2 separate regions of the Mus musculus genome follow, and region 1 is linked to region 2. Evidence: chromatin contacts called from public Hi-C data. All regions are on one chromosome and are shown on one strand. Each heading gives the region's core, a stretch centred on a gene start, on an enhancer-like site or on the middle of the called end of the contact. The rest is flanking DNA. Distances are from core to core; before and after follow the strand shown.

The links. Hi-C and Micro-C count contacts between places; a contact is called where the count stands out from the background.
Region 1: a Hi-C map of cortical neurons shows a contact between it and region 2, with 3 times the contacts expected there. The contact joins two enhancer-like sites. A contact is called at or near these places in 1 of 39 promoter capture datasets (the C10 cell line), 1 of 15 datasets of contacts at CTCF or cohesin (embryonic stem cells), 35 of 484 Hi-C or Micro-C datasets (the C10 cell line, the G1E-ER4 cell line, the HL-1 cell line and 6 more), 5 of 115 datasets of contacts at active chromatin or transcription factors (T-cell acute lymphoblastic leukemia and embryonic stem cells) and 2 of 9 other capture datasets (adipose tissue and embryonic stem cells).

The regions. Positions count from the first base shown.
Region 1 is chr5:150,163,201-150,169,076 of GRCm38.p6, reverse strand. It overlaps a transcript of Fry not described here. Among named protein-coding and RNA genes, the nearest start is that of Gm52797, 35 kb to the right of the region's middle. Within about 2 kb of position 1,951, at least 17 of the 459 cell types and tissues checked have an H3K27ac peak or open chromatin away from gene starts, as enhancers often do. A contact at or near this core is called in cortical neurons, where this site is marked.
Region 2 is chr5:150,051,581-150,057,682 of GRCm38.p6, reverse strand. It overlaps Rxfp2 (relaxin/insulin-like family peptide receptor 2), which reads right to left. Exons shown (of 18, transcript NM_080468.2): 8 at 6,052-6,102; 9 at 4,771-4,842; 10 at 1,701-1,772; 11 at 821-892. Among named protein-coding and RNA genes, the nearest start is that of Gm38755, 7.6 kb to the left of the region's middle. Within about 2 kb of position 4,127, at least 5 of the 459 cell types and tissues checked have an H3K27ac peak or open chromatin away from gene starts, as enhancers often do. A contact at or near this core is called in cortical neurons, where this site is marked.

The sequences.
Region 1 (5,876 bases), core at 702-3,201, 110 kb before region 2:
AGATTATAATATGACCACACCACTTCCATCTTCCCTTTTTCCGTTCCAAATCCTCTCATAAACCCCACCCCCTCCCCCTTGCTCTTTTTCAATTTCATGGCATCTTTTTTCATTAAGGGCGCTGTGTGGATGCAGACAACTGCGTGCCTCTAGCTCCCTCTGGTGCTCGCTTCGTATCTTTACCGTCATTACCGACTGCATCTATAGCCATTTGGAAATGAGCCTTGTGAGAAACCACTAATGTGTCTAAAGAGGAATGTCTCAAACAACCAGCCTGGATGCTAACCATGCCCACACGTGGAACTGGATCCGGTGTCATGTGGAGTGGCAAACATTTGGGCTCAAAAAGGAAATCTCTGGAATTCTATATAGTGCTTATTTTGTGGGAAACTTCCATGAAGAGCTACTGGTGATTTACAAGAGCTTATATTTAAGGAAAGCACACAATTATTAAACTTACCATTAAAAAGGTTGAATAGCTGGGCATGCGCGGGCGCGCGTGGCACGTGCGCATACACACACACACACACACACACACACACACACACACACACACACTACTGTAATTCCTGAGGAAGGCTGAGACCCTATCTCTAAATAAAGAAGATTTACTGTCCAAAGTGCCATTAGCCTGGTTTCACGCCTCAGGAATGAAAAGTTGCTCCTTTAATTGGCATGGATTTAGAACTGACTTTAGAGTTCCTGTGTAGGAGTCAAACAAACTGGAAGTATTAAAAAGCTAACTGGAATTCAGCAAATATTCTAAAGCACAGAAACGAAGGTATCAAGAAAATATGACTCAAATGAGTTCTGTGGAAGGGAAGGGAGAATGATTCTGAGTAGTGTGTGTGTGTGTGTGTGTGTGTGTGTGTGTGTGTGTGTGTGTGAAACAAATGCACACAAAATACATTGTAGGCTGGGCTGGAGAGATGGCTCAGTGGTTAAGAGCACTGGCTGCTCTTCCAGAGGACCCAGGTTCAAATCCCAGCACCCACAAGGCAGCTCACAACTATCTATAACTCCAGTTCTAGGGGAATCTTCTGGTCTCCATGGGCACTGTGCACACACAATACACACACCTATATGCAGATAAAACATCTATGTGCATTTTATTTTATTTTTAAAATTAAAATCTTAAAAAATACATTGTATGAAATTCTCAGAGAGATAATAAAAATGAACAGAAAAAAGACACACACACTAATTTGCCTCCATATAAGGCAGAATTACATTCTGTAATTTATCTCTTAATTTTATCTTTTTGTTGTTGTCGTTGTTCTTTTGGTCATGAGAGGGAATTTCTCTTATAATAAGAAAAAACAAACAAACCAAACTTTAAGAAATAAACATTGGTGAAGGAGAATGGCCTCACCCTGTGCACATTTGTTAAATATATGAAAAGGAAACCAGGGCAAGCCATTCTGTTTTGTTTTCAAATCCTTTTGATCAGTCAGTTTTTAAACCTCTAGCCTCATTCCTGGAAACCTCGCAAGCTGCCTTTTGATTCTTGCAGGTCCTAGCCCCTCAAAAGAGCTTCTCCAAAAAAAAAAAAAAAAAAAAAAAAATCTACATTTTATGTAATCTGGTCCATCTGCCTAGCAACAGGAGAGTGTTTCCAAAAAAAAAAAAAAAGCCACCAAGGAAACCACACAGTAGCCTCTGGGGATGCTCAAGGGGGGTGGGGGTGGGGAGGGGACAGGCCACCAAGATAAGACTGCTCTCAATACAAAATCCCAGATGGAGAAAGTAAGACAAGGAATGTTATAGATTTTTCTCAAACGAAACTCTGTAATTACAGTCTCAAGAGTGTCACATGGTTAAGATGCCATAAATAGTCCTTCAAGGACAAATAAACAAAAAAATTCTTTACTCTGGTCAATGGGTTTGGCCTTACCCACACCCTTAGGGAAGGGGTGTAGCTTGGCTTAGGAGTCAGAGGGGTTGTAGTTACACGGGTTAACTCAGACTGGATCCCGCCACTGGGCCTGCTTCCTATTTCACTGGCACCAGTCAAAAGTAGAGAGGACTCGAAAAACAAAAACAAAACAAAACAAAAAGTAGAGTGGAAGGGGGCAGGCTAGGGCAGAGACCAGAAAAGCACCCATGCCTTTTGTTTCTGTTAACACCTACTTGGAGTTTATGGCTGCCACACAACCCCATGAGTAAGGACAATGAAGCCAGGGAGACCTATCAGATCACCAGCCACAGTCCAGCCCTCTTCACGGATGCAGACCACAAACACGGAACTCTGAAAAACTCAATCAGGGCCTAGAGAGATGGCTCAGCGGTTAAAAGCGCTGACTGCTCTTCCAAAGGTCCTGAGTTCAAGTCCCAGCAACCACATGGTGGCTCACAACCACACCTAATGAGACCTGATGACCCCTTCTGGTGTATCTGAAGATGGCTACAGTGTACTTAGAAATAAATCTTTAGGGCCGACCCAGAAGAGCTCAGGAACATGGTAGCAAGCAACTACTTCAGGACAGGTATCAGAGAGGCAGCCCGAGAGGAGTGAATTATATAGAGAAGACAGCCACCGGAAGCCTGAAGGTTAGCTTAGAACAAGTGGCAAGTGATATCAATTAGCACCCTTGTGGTCTTATCCCAAGCTGTGGAGAGAAGGGTGACCAGAGCATTGAACTGAAGAGAAAATCTGCAACAATGTAACTAGCAGGCTGCAACAGCCTATTGTGAGCCCAGCAAGTTTTGCTTCTAGCCTGGACTACACTTCTCAAAATAACATAGAATAAAGACTGCCCTAAAACGCCCAGGATCTAGTCAAGCATGGCTGAATGGTCACGGTACCTCGTTTCACTTTCCCAAGTCCTGTGGAGTTTATTTATTACTCTTCTGATTTAGTGTTTGTTGCTAAGAGAAAATATCATCCAAAATCAACTCAGGGAGGAAAGGGAGAGATGCCAGGAAAGGGGGGGGGGGGGGGACTTAAGCAGAGACCATGGAGGAACACTGCTTACTGACTTATTTCCTCTGATTTGTTTAGCTACCCAGGACCACCTGCCTAGGGATAGGACCACCCACAGTGGGCTGGACCCTCACACATCAGTCATAAATCAAGAAAATGTCCCATAGATTTGCCCACATGTCCATCTGATGGAGGCAATTCTTCAGTTGATGTCCCCTCTTCTTGATAGGATAAATGGAGATACAAGATCAGCCGACCCAATTTCTCTAGCCAAATTCACTAGATACATACTGGCATATTTCTAGCTTTATAAACACACATTGCAATATCCACATTAGAAGTTGGTTTATCCACACTCCTTGCCTTCCATTTTCTTCTCTGCTACTTATTCAGTCAAGGGTGTCGATGTCCAGAAAAGAGGTCAAAGTAGTATCAACAATTGGCTGTCCCATTTACTGAAAACAATGTTCCCTAAATGGAAGCCATTCACCAGCGTAAAGTTGAGCTATGTTACTGAGTGTCAACAATCCTGATAACACCCATTTTCCTTTTATCATAGGAACGTTATACCTTAGGAGTCATTACCACAGGAGAGTCAGCCTGGGGTTTGCCTGGCACACAATCTTACTGATGTCTGTTGAGGATGGTGCTGGTGTCTGAGCCAGGAATGCCTGTACTTCCTGCATTTATTCATACAATTATCTTCTAAGGCTGCACAACCTTCGAGGCTCCAGCCCTGGAACATTCCTTTTGTAGAGCCAAAAGCAGAGTTGCTAGAGGTGACTCCTTTCTTACCTCTGAACCCAGGAAGGTGTTCCTGCTGAGCTGGCCAGTCATGACTCACCATTGTTACATCCCCCGCCGCCCCCCACCATCCTGTTTGAACATCCCCACCACAGGCCACCTTCCCAATCACAAGCTAATACATCTCCTGTGCCTACGCTCAGAGGAGAGAGGGGGAAATATTCTCCTTTGCTTTAGCTGACAGTCAAAACTCAGCTGCCAAGCTTGAGCGGAGACATAATGAAGCATTCAGAATTCATCTCTGAGATGGGAAAAGACATGTGATCTCAGAGACGTGTTCATGGAGGAGAAGAAAAGAAAAAGAAAAGGGGCTGCTTGTCTAGAACATTTATCAGATTTCTTAATATGTTTCTAGTTGGAAAGCCCTCTATACAAGTGTACTGCATTGTTTCCTTCCGAAGCTCCCTTTAAAAACAGCCTTTGAGCCAGGCGGTGGTTGTACAGGCCTTTAATCCCAGCACAAGAGACAGAGGTGGGTCAACCTCATGAGTTCGAGGCCAGCCTGGTCTACAGGATGAGTACTCTGATACCCAGGGCTATATATACAGAGAACCCTTGTCTCAAAAAACCAAACCAAACCAAACCAAACCAAACCAAACCAAACCAAACCAAACCAAACCAAACCAACCAACAAACCAACAAAAACAAAATAACAAAACAGTATTTGGGAATGGGAAAGGTGGCTCAGTAGTTAAGACAATACATTGCTCCTGGGAGGACCCTACTTTAGTTTCCAATACCCATTTTGGGAGGCTTACAATAGCCTGTAACTGCAGCTTCGTGGGGCCCAACACCCCTTGTCTCCACAGGCACCTACACTTCCCACTTGTAACTATCTTCCCCCACACATCATTAAACATAAAATAATATACTAAGAACATTAAAACGGCCTTGGTGCTCATTAAAATTGTGTTTTTAGATTTCCTTTTATGTGTATAAGTGTGTTGCATGTATGTATGTGTACCTCATGTGTGTGTGTGTGTGTGCGTGTGTGTCTGTGTGTGTGTTGCATGAGGTCAGAAACAGGTGTTGGTTGGATCCCCTGGAACTGGAGTTACAGATGGTTGGAGGGGACTGTGTGAGTTCTGGGAGCTGAACCTGGGTCCCATGCAAGAGTAGTCAATGCTCTTGACCACTGAGCAATTTTTCCAGCCCCCTTTTAAAGACTAGCACAGGCTAGCCTCTCTTCTTCAGTCAGCTGAGTTCTGGGATTGCCTGTGTGTGACATCAGGCCAAATTTCCTTTTCCTTTTTGTGTTTTCAAACCTTAGTATGTATCAAGTAGGTGAAATGTACCTTCCATTTTCTCAGCTGACATCACAGAACAAAATTCCATATAATGGTGACGTTCTCATAGGCCCCCCACAACAAAACTAGCAGCAATGCCTCACATTTTCATGGAGTCTGACGTATGTTCACATACACTGTTGGATACTGGGAGGCACACAGTGAAGTGGTTGCTGCCCTCCCATCATGTACTTGTGATGCTGAGGCCCAGAGAAGCTGACAGCATGTCTGAAGCCACACAGCAACTGAGAGAGTGCTGGGTTTCAGAACTTTCAGACTACAACCTCCTTTGTACACACCCGACACTGTGCTATTAACCAAATGAATGACATACATAAAAGTCTGGGCTTGTTTTATAGATGCCAGGCCACTGAGGATCTCCAAAGAAGTTCTCTGTTGGTTGAGTGTGACCCTGGGGGTCAGTGAGCTTGGGTGTCCTCATCTCAAAACAGGCAATCCAAAACACTGCAGCTCACCCATGCACGCATGCACGCATGCTGTCAGAAGCTGTATTGATCAGACTCATGCTGATCGCAGACTGCATCTGTCCAGTTGTCTGTGTGTTTTTGTGTCTGGATCAATTCGGTCGCCCTGAGTGATGCAATCTACTGCAGCTTTAGAGTCGCTGAATTATCTAGCAATCTGATACAAAGACACAGTTAAAGTTTGATTCATGAGGAGTTCATATAAACATATTTGAAATGGAAATTTAAGGGTTCTTTGGAGAGTCAGTTGTGTGGGATAGTGTTTTGCTGTGTGCAAGCATGTGTGCAGGTACGTATACATGTATGTGTTTGAATATATGTGTGCCTGCCTGCATGTACGTATGTGTTTGTATGCATTTGTGCTTGGTCTTAGGAGGT
Region 2 (6,102 bases), core at 2,878-5,377:
CTGCTTAGCATTCTATGTGGTGGACTGCAGCCAAATAGGGTGGGCTTCCCATGGCACTAGAGTGCTTGCTGGGACCAATTGAATTCCCAGGAAGGACAAAGAGTAAGCACACATGAATTCACGCACACCCAGAGTCTGCTTCTATCCGTGCTCTCTGCTATCCGAACCTGTGCCCAGGGCAACTGATCTAATGCTAGGTAGCTCCCTGAATCCATGTCTGCATCCATTCTGCTGCGTGGTTCTCAACCTTCCTACCGCTGACACCTCTTAATACAGTTCCTCTTGTTGTGGTGACCCCATCCATAGAATTATTTCATTGCTACTTTACAACTGTAATTTTGCTGCTATTATGAATTGTATTGTAAATATCCGACATGCAGAGTATCTGATATGCTTCACCTGCTAACCACTCGGGATAACCATCCCTCTGGTCAGATACAGTCAGCTAACAACACATCAATCAAGTCGCTCTTCATCTGGCATCCATTGGGAGTTAGCCATAGCAGCCATTAGATAAATACCATCCACGTGTTTGAGGCTGCAGAAAGCTCACCTCGTCCCCAACACACATATACATGACAGTGACCCAAGGAAAATAGGCAGAGAAGGTAGGGTGGCCTGGCTCCCCTGTCAATCCCAGCACATGACTGTAATGTGCTCTTGACGTCAGGATCATGTGTGCTTCCTTCATTGGTTTTCAGTATCTAGTAGTCTACAGAAGTTTGGTTGTTCCAAGTAGAAAGAAAGTCTCCCTCGTCATTTAGATTAATAATCTTGGAAGAGAGCAATCATATTCTTCCTAGTGGACCATGCTACTTACAGTTCTCCTAAATTTTTTAATGAAGAAAATGTCTTCTCTGGAACAAAACCAATTTGATTTCTAGGCAGAAACCTGTAAAACATGGTGAGAGTCAGCACTGGTTTTTTGTTTGTTTGTTTGTTTTTGTTTTTTGTTTTTTGTTTGTTTTTTTTTTGTTTGTTTTTTTTGTCTGCTGTCCCAATCTCCTGCTGGGAGATGCCACCGCTCACTAGGATGCCATTGAATAAGCCTCCTTTGAGGGCTCAACGGGATAGTTTTCTGGTTTGTAACGGAGCCAAGGAAAACTTTGCTCCTGAGGATCCCCCAGTCCCTCAGTCCCTCAGGAAGCACTGCTGGAGCAGCTCTGAGCACGAGGGTGGTCTGAGAAGTTACACCTTGTCTGGTTTCTGATCATTCTTAAAACTGTCTTTTAAAAAAAATTTTCTTTTCCCTTATTTTTCTCTGGTCACCTGTGGAATCAACAAGCATTGCTGAGTGCCTGCTATCCCCAGAAAACTCCAACTGCCAGAAACACAAACTAGTTGTGTTTCTTATAGCAGGAATGACAAGGTGCCGATTGGCCAGTTCACCTGCCCTTCCCCGCCCCCCAGGACAGGCACAAACAGCCATCAGAATTGTCAGTCAGAGTCTATGACCAATCGGAATGCAGTAAATTGCTCTCACTTTCTTCAGGAACACAGACCCAATTGATGAGTCTAGCCACTGTGCAGTAAAGCGATTTCATTTCACGGTAAATAAACACATCATTCTTTGCCCTTTTCCACTACTGAACATTCACATCAAGGCTGGACACAAAGCAGTACTTTGAAATCCAGGGTCATCCTTTTCCTCAACTCTCCCAATCTACGGGCCTCTCGTACCGAAGTGCACGTGTACTTACAGAACCGTGAGCGAGTCGCACGTTAGGAAGGTGGAGTTCGTTATGTACTTTATTCCATTGTTTGCCAGATCCCTGAAAGCCACAGAAGGAGACACTTCAGACACCTTTGTATAAATCATCTGCTAATGGATGCTTCTCATTGATAGAACAGTTCTGAACTTTTCTTCCCTTAATTCAGGTCTTTTTCTTTTTGGCATCTTTCCTAATGTTTGTGGGCTTTCTATAATTTATATGGTTTCTGTTTTCTTTCCAACTGATGATAAAACAACAGCAATAAACCTAAGGGAAGAACCATTAGATATTTGGGGTGGGAGTATCTCTCTTGGCTGGGCACCATGCTGTTAGCTCCCCTTGGTGGTTTGGATGAGTCTCAGTCATTTGAATACTTGGTACCAGTAGGTGGCTCTTAGGGGGAGGACTAGGAGGTGTGATCTTGCTGGAGGAAGTATTTCACTGGGGGTTGGGTAGTGAGGTTTCAAAAGACTCTTGCCACTTTGCTTCCTGTTTGGGGTTCTAGATGTTAGCTTTCAGCTGCTGTTCTGGCCACCTGCTGCCTGCCACCTTCACACTGCACCATAGACTCTGACCCTCTGGAAATGTAAGGACAAAATAAACGCTCTCCTATAAGTAGCCTTGGTGACAGTAAAGACTAAGACACTATGCTATATGCTGGATTTCATTAGTCCCCCTCCCTTGGGCTGGTAGAACTCCAGTGTCTATGAAGCATTCCTGCAGGGTGTGGCATCATTAAGCCCCATTCAACACACGAACGTCAGGCCTCTGGGAGGCTGGGGTTATCATTTCCAGCTCGCCGTACACTTGGTAAGTGTCAGAATAGTCTTTCCCCATCAGATCTTTCTGACTCCAAAGGCCAGACACTCACGTGTCATGTGGCAATCTGGACCACTGCCCCACATTCTGACCCCATGCCAATCAGTATCTTGGTGAAGCTTGAACCAACATTGTCCTGCACAGACCGTTCACCAGACTTAGAACATGAATCTTGGTCTGTGTGATATGAAAACGTTTGTAGGTCTCTTCTACATGGCCCTCCACGGAGAGGATGATGCCCAATATAGTACTACTCTGTGTGTGCCAGGGGCGCAGCTTCAGAGCCAGGGAACTTTCTAGACTCGTAGACTCCCAGGCTCCCCGGCAGACCTGCTGGGTCAGAGGCTTCTCTTGGTATGGCCTCCTTGAGCTGCTCAGAAACGTCCTCAGAACTCCAGAGAGCCCTCATGGGGACACTGCTTCCTGCCAGCTGGACCCTTGGCACAGCTGCCATCCTACACACTCTGGGAATGGCCTCGAGAACCTCTGTAATTCTCATTTTTAGCCGTGTAGTGAGGCAGGGAGTGAGAAGAGAAAGCAAACTTTTAAACGAGTTTTTCTAATAGTCTCTGTCTCTGTCTTTCTCTTTCTGTCTCTTGCTCTTTGTCTGTCTCTGTCTCATTTAACTATATAGGCCTAGCTGGCCTAGAACTCTTATGTAGATCAGACTGGCCTCAAACTCACAGAGATCCACCTTCCTTTGCCTTCTGAGTGTTAAGATTAAAGGTGTGCACCACCATTTCTTGTCTTTTTCTCTCTTTTTGAGGCAGAGCCTTGTTAAACAACCTGGTTAGGCCTCATCCGTGAGATCTACCCGCCCCTTCTCTTTTCTGTTTCCCAGTACATAAATGAATATGTTAAATTCCTAAGTATTTTTGAGACTAGGAGACTATGTAGCTAAGAGTGGCCTTGAACTTCTGACCCCTCTGTTTCCACCTGACACGTATGAGTGAGTCACACGAGGCATGGAATAGTGGGTGGTGGTGAAGCCATGAGACTCTCAAGTAGGTATTAGTTACAAGGCAAGAAAGAGTGGGAGTGGCTTAGCACAAGTATCTAACAAAGGTTTACTGGTCACCTATCACATGGTAGGCATGGTCTCAGTCCTGATTGGGCGTGGTATATCCCTGTGCCTGGAAACACATAGGCATTCACTGAAGCAGACCAATGTGTGGAGACAGCGTTCCGAGGGTGATATTCTGGGCGTTGAAAGGGAATGTTAGAGTTTAGCTAAAGGAATGACGGAGGAAGACTTTCCCAGCTTCAAGAAGCACATGAGCCTAGAAATGGCTGAGAACTGTGGTTTGCTGCGTCTCGACAGAAGGGGTGTATGAAGGACGGTGGGAAAAAGTGGACAGGCAAGGGATGGTGGCGCTGGGAGAAACAGTTAAGGGATAATAAAATTACTTGGTAAAAGCAAGCCTTTGTAAAGTAAACACACAGAGACTGTGAATGTCCCTTCTTAGACAATATCACATCAGCACTGATGTGTTGTTAGTCAGTTTGGCTAGAACAAGCAAGAGAAGAGAAGCTGAGTTACAGTGGACTCGTGGAACTAGGTGCTGACAGAAAGAGCAGAAAATTCTGCTGTCCGTGGGCTGACTGTGTGGTAAGTTCGGGTTGGCTGCAGAAGGCTGAGCAAAGCCTTACATGTTTGGGTATACTCCAAGGACTTTTTTATTTTAGTTCTTAAAGATTTGTTTCTTTTTATGTAACATGTAGGAGGGTCTTGCCTGCATTCAAGTCTGTGTAGCATATGCCCGGTGCCTGCAGAATACAGAAGAGGGCATCAGACTTCCTGGAACTGGAGTTACAGGTGGTTGTGAGCTGCTGTGTGGCTGCTGGGACTTGAACCCACGACCTCCCAAAGAGCAGCCAGCACTCTTAACTACTGGACCATCTATTTAGACCTCTTTTGTTTTCCTTTTGAGGCAGAGAAATCACTCTGTAATCTAGGCCTGGTTTAAACTCTCAATCCACCTGCCTCAACCTCCCAAGTGACGTGTTCCAGCTATTCTCAAAAGATACTTAATCATTTTATTCCACAAGCTTATCTTGTGGAATAAGATAAACTTATCTCAGCAAGTGTATACCACTTCCCTGCTGCCCCCTCACTCCTTGAAAAAGCTTTAAAAAACGGGAAGTAACCGTTAGACTTTGGATTGGGAGAGACATCCTAGAATCCACGTCTTGCCTCCTTCCTAGCACAGAACAGGTTCAATCCCTAAAGAATACTCACACCCAGTTGAGTTGAGGCATCTGAGCACACAATGTTTCAGGAAGGGCCTCGAGCCGGTTACCCACCATGGACCTTCACACAGAGAAAACAGCGGTTAGACACAAAATTACTAAGCTACATTAACAAGAGGAGTTCTGCTCTCCCACAGTTTTGAAAATTGTCCACTGTAATTTATATACCAGGATCAAGTCTTTGTATATAACTATGCCTTTACACAGTGCTTACGTGTGTGTGTGTGTGTGTGTGTGTGTGTGTGTGTGTGTGTGTGTGAAGCACACCTTAGTGCTGCCAGCCTCTGGTTGTGTGCGTTTGGTGTGCATCCTAAGACAAGGGTTCCTCAACTTAATTTTAAGATGTAAAACTAAAGCAAGTAGCAGGCAATAACTGTGAAGTTCATGACGGCTCCCCTTGTGTGCTGCAAGAGGAGTATGTGATTTACAGAGCCATTAGTTCTTGAGATGTTTCCTCAGAGTTTATTAATCAATTACTATGTGAAAGAGCCACACTGGAAACAGCACTAAACGGAAGATGTGACAGCAAGGGGGACTGTCGAAAGCAAACAGACGGTGAACATGCTAAGATACACGACTAACTTGTGATGCTGTAGTCCCTGTGATGAATGGAGCAGTCACAGTGGATGCTGCATCATCCACTGTAAAGGAACATGGCAAGCCTCCACCTGCCTGGCAGTTATCCTAGGATATTAACAATGGAAGCACAAGTGGGAAACAGGCTCCGTCCGTAGGTAAAACTTGGAATTGTCATTGGCTGTCACTTTCCTCTAGTGAAAACGGAGTTGGAGGCTGGAGAGATGGCTCAGTGGCTGAGAGCACTGGCTGCTTTTGCAGAGGACCCTGCTTCAGTTGGCTGCTCACAACCGACTGTAACTCTAGTCCCAGGGGATTGTCTGCCCTCTTCTGGCCCCTGTGGGCACTGCATGCATGTTGTACACAGACAAGCAGGCAGGCAAGACACTTGTGCCCAAGAAATAAAAATAACAAATCTTTTAAAAAACGGAGTTGGAACTGTGCTTCTATGCTCCTGTGTGATCCTGTTATGCTTCATTCAGTTTAACTAGGGTTTCAGGAAATAAAAACAAACTTTTGTTCAACCGCTGCAGATGAAAACATGGCTTATTCCTTTAGGAGACGAGAGGAGATGAACAGCAGCGAGCAGCAAGCTTAAGATATGCATCGTAAGCGGTCCAGCCACTGCCTTTGATTTAGCAACAATAACTATAGTCTGAAGGGAGGAAGGGAGGAAGGGAGGAAGGATACTTACAAGAAAAACAAGGAGTTTAACCCCATAAAGGACTTCTGTGAGATTCTGGTG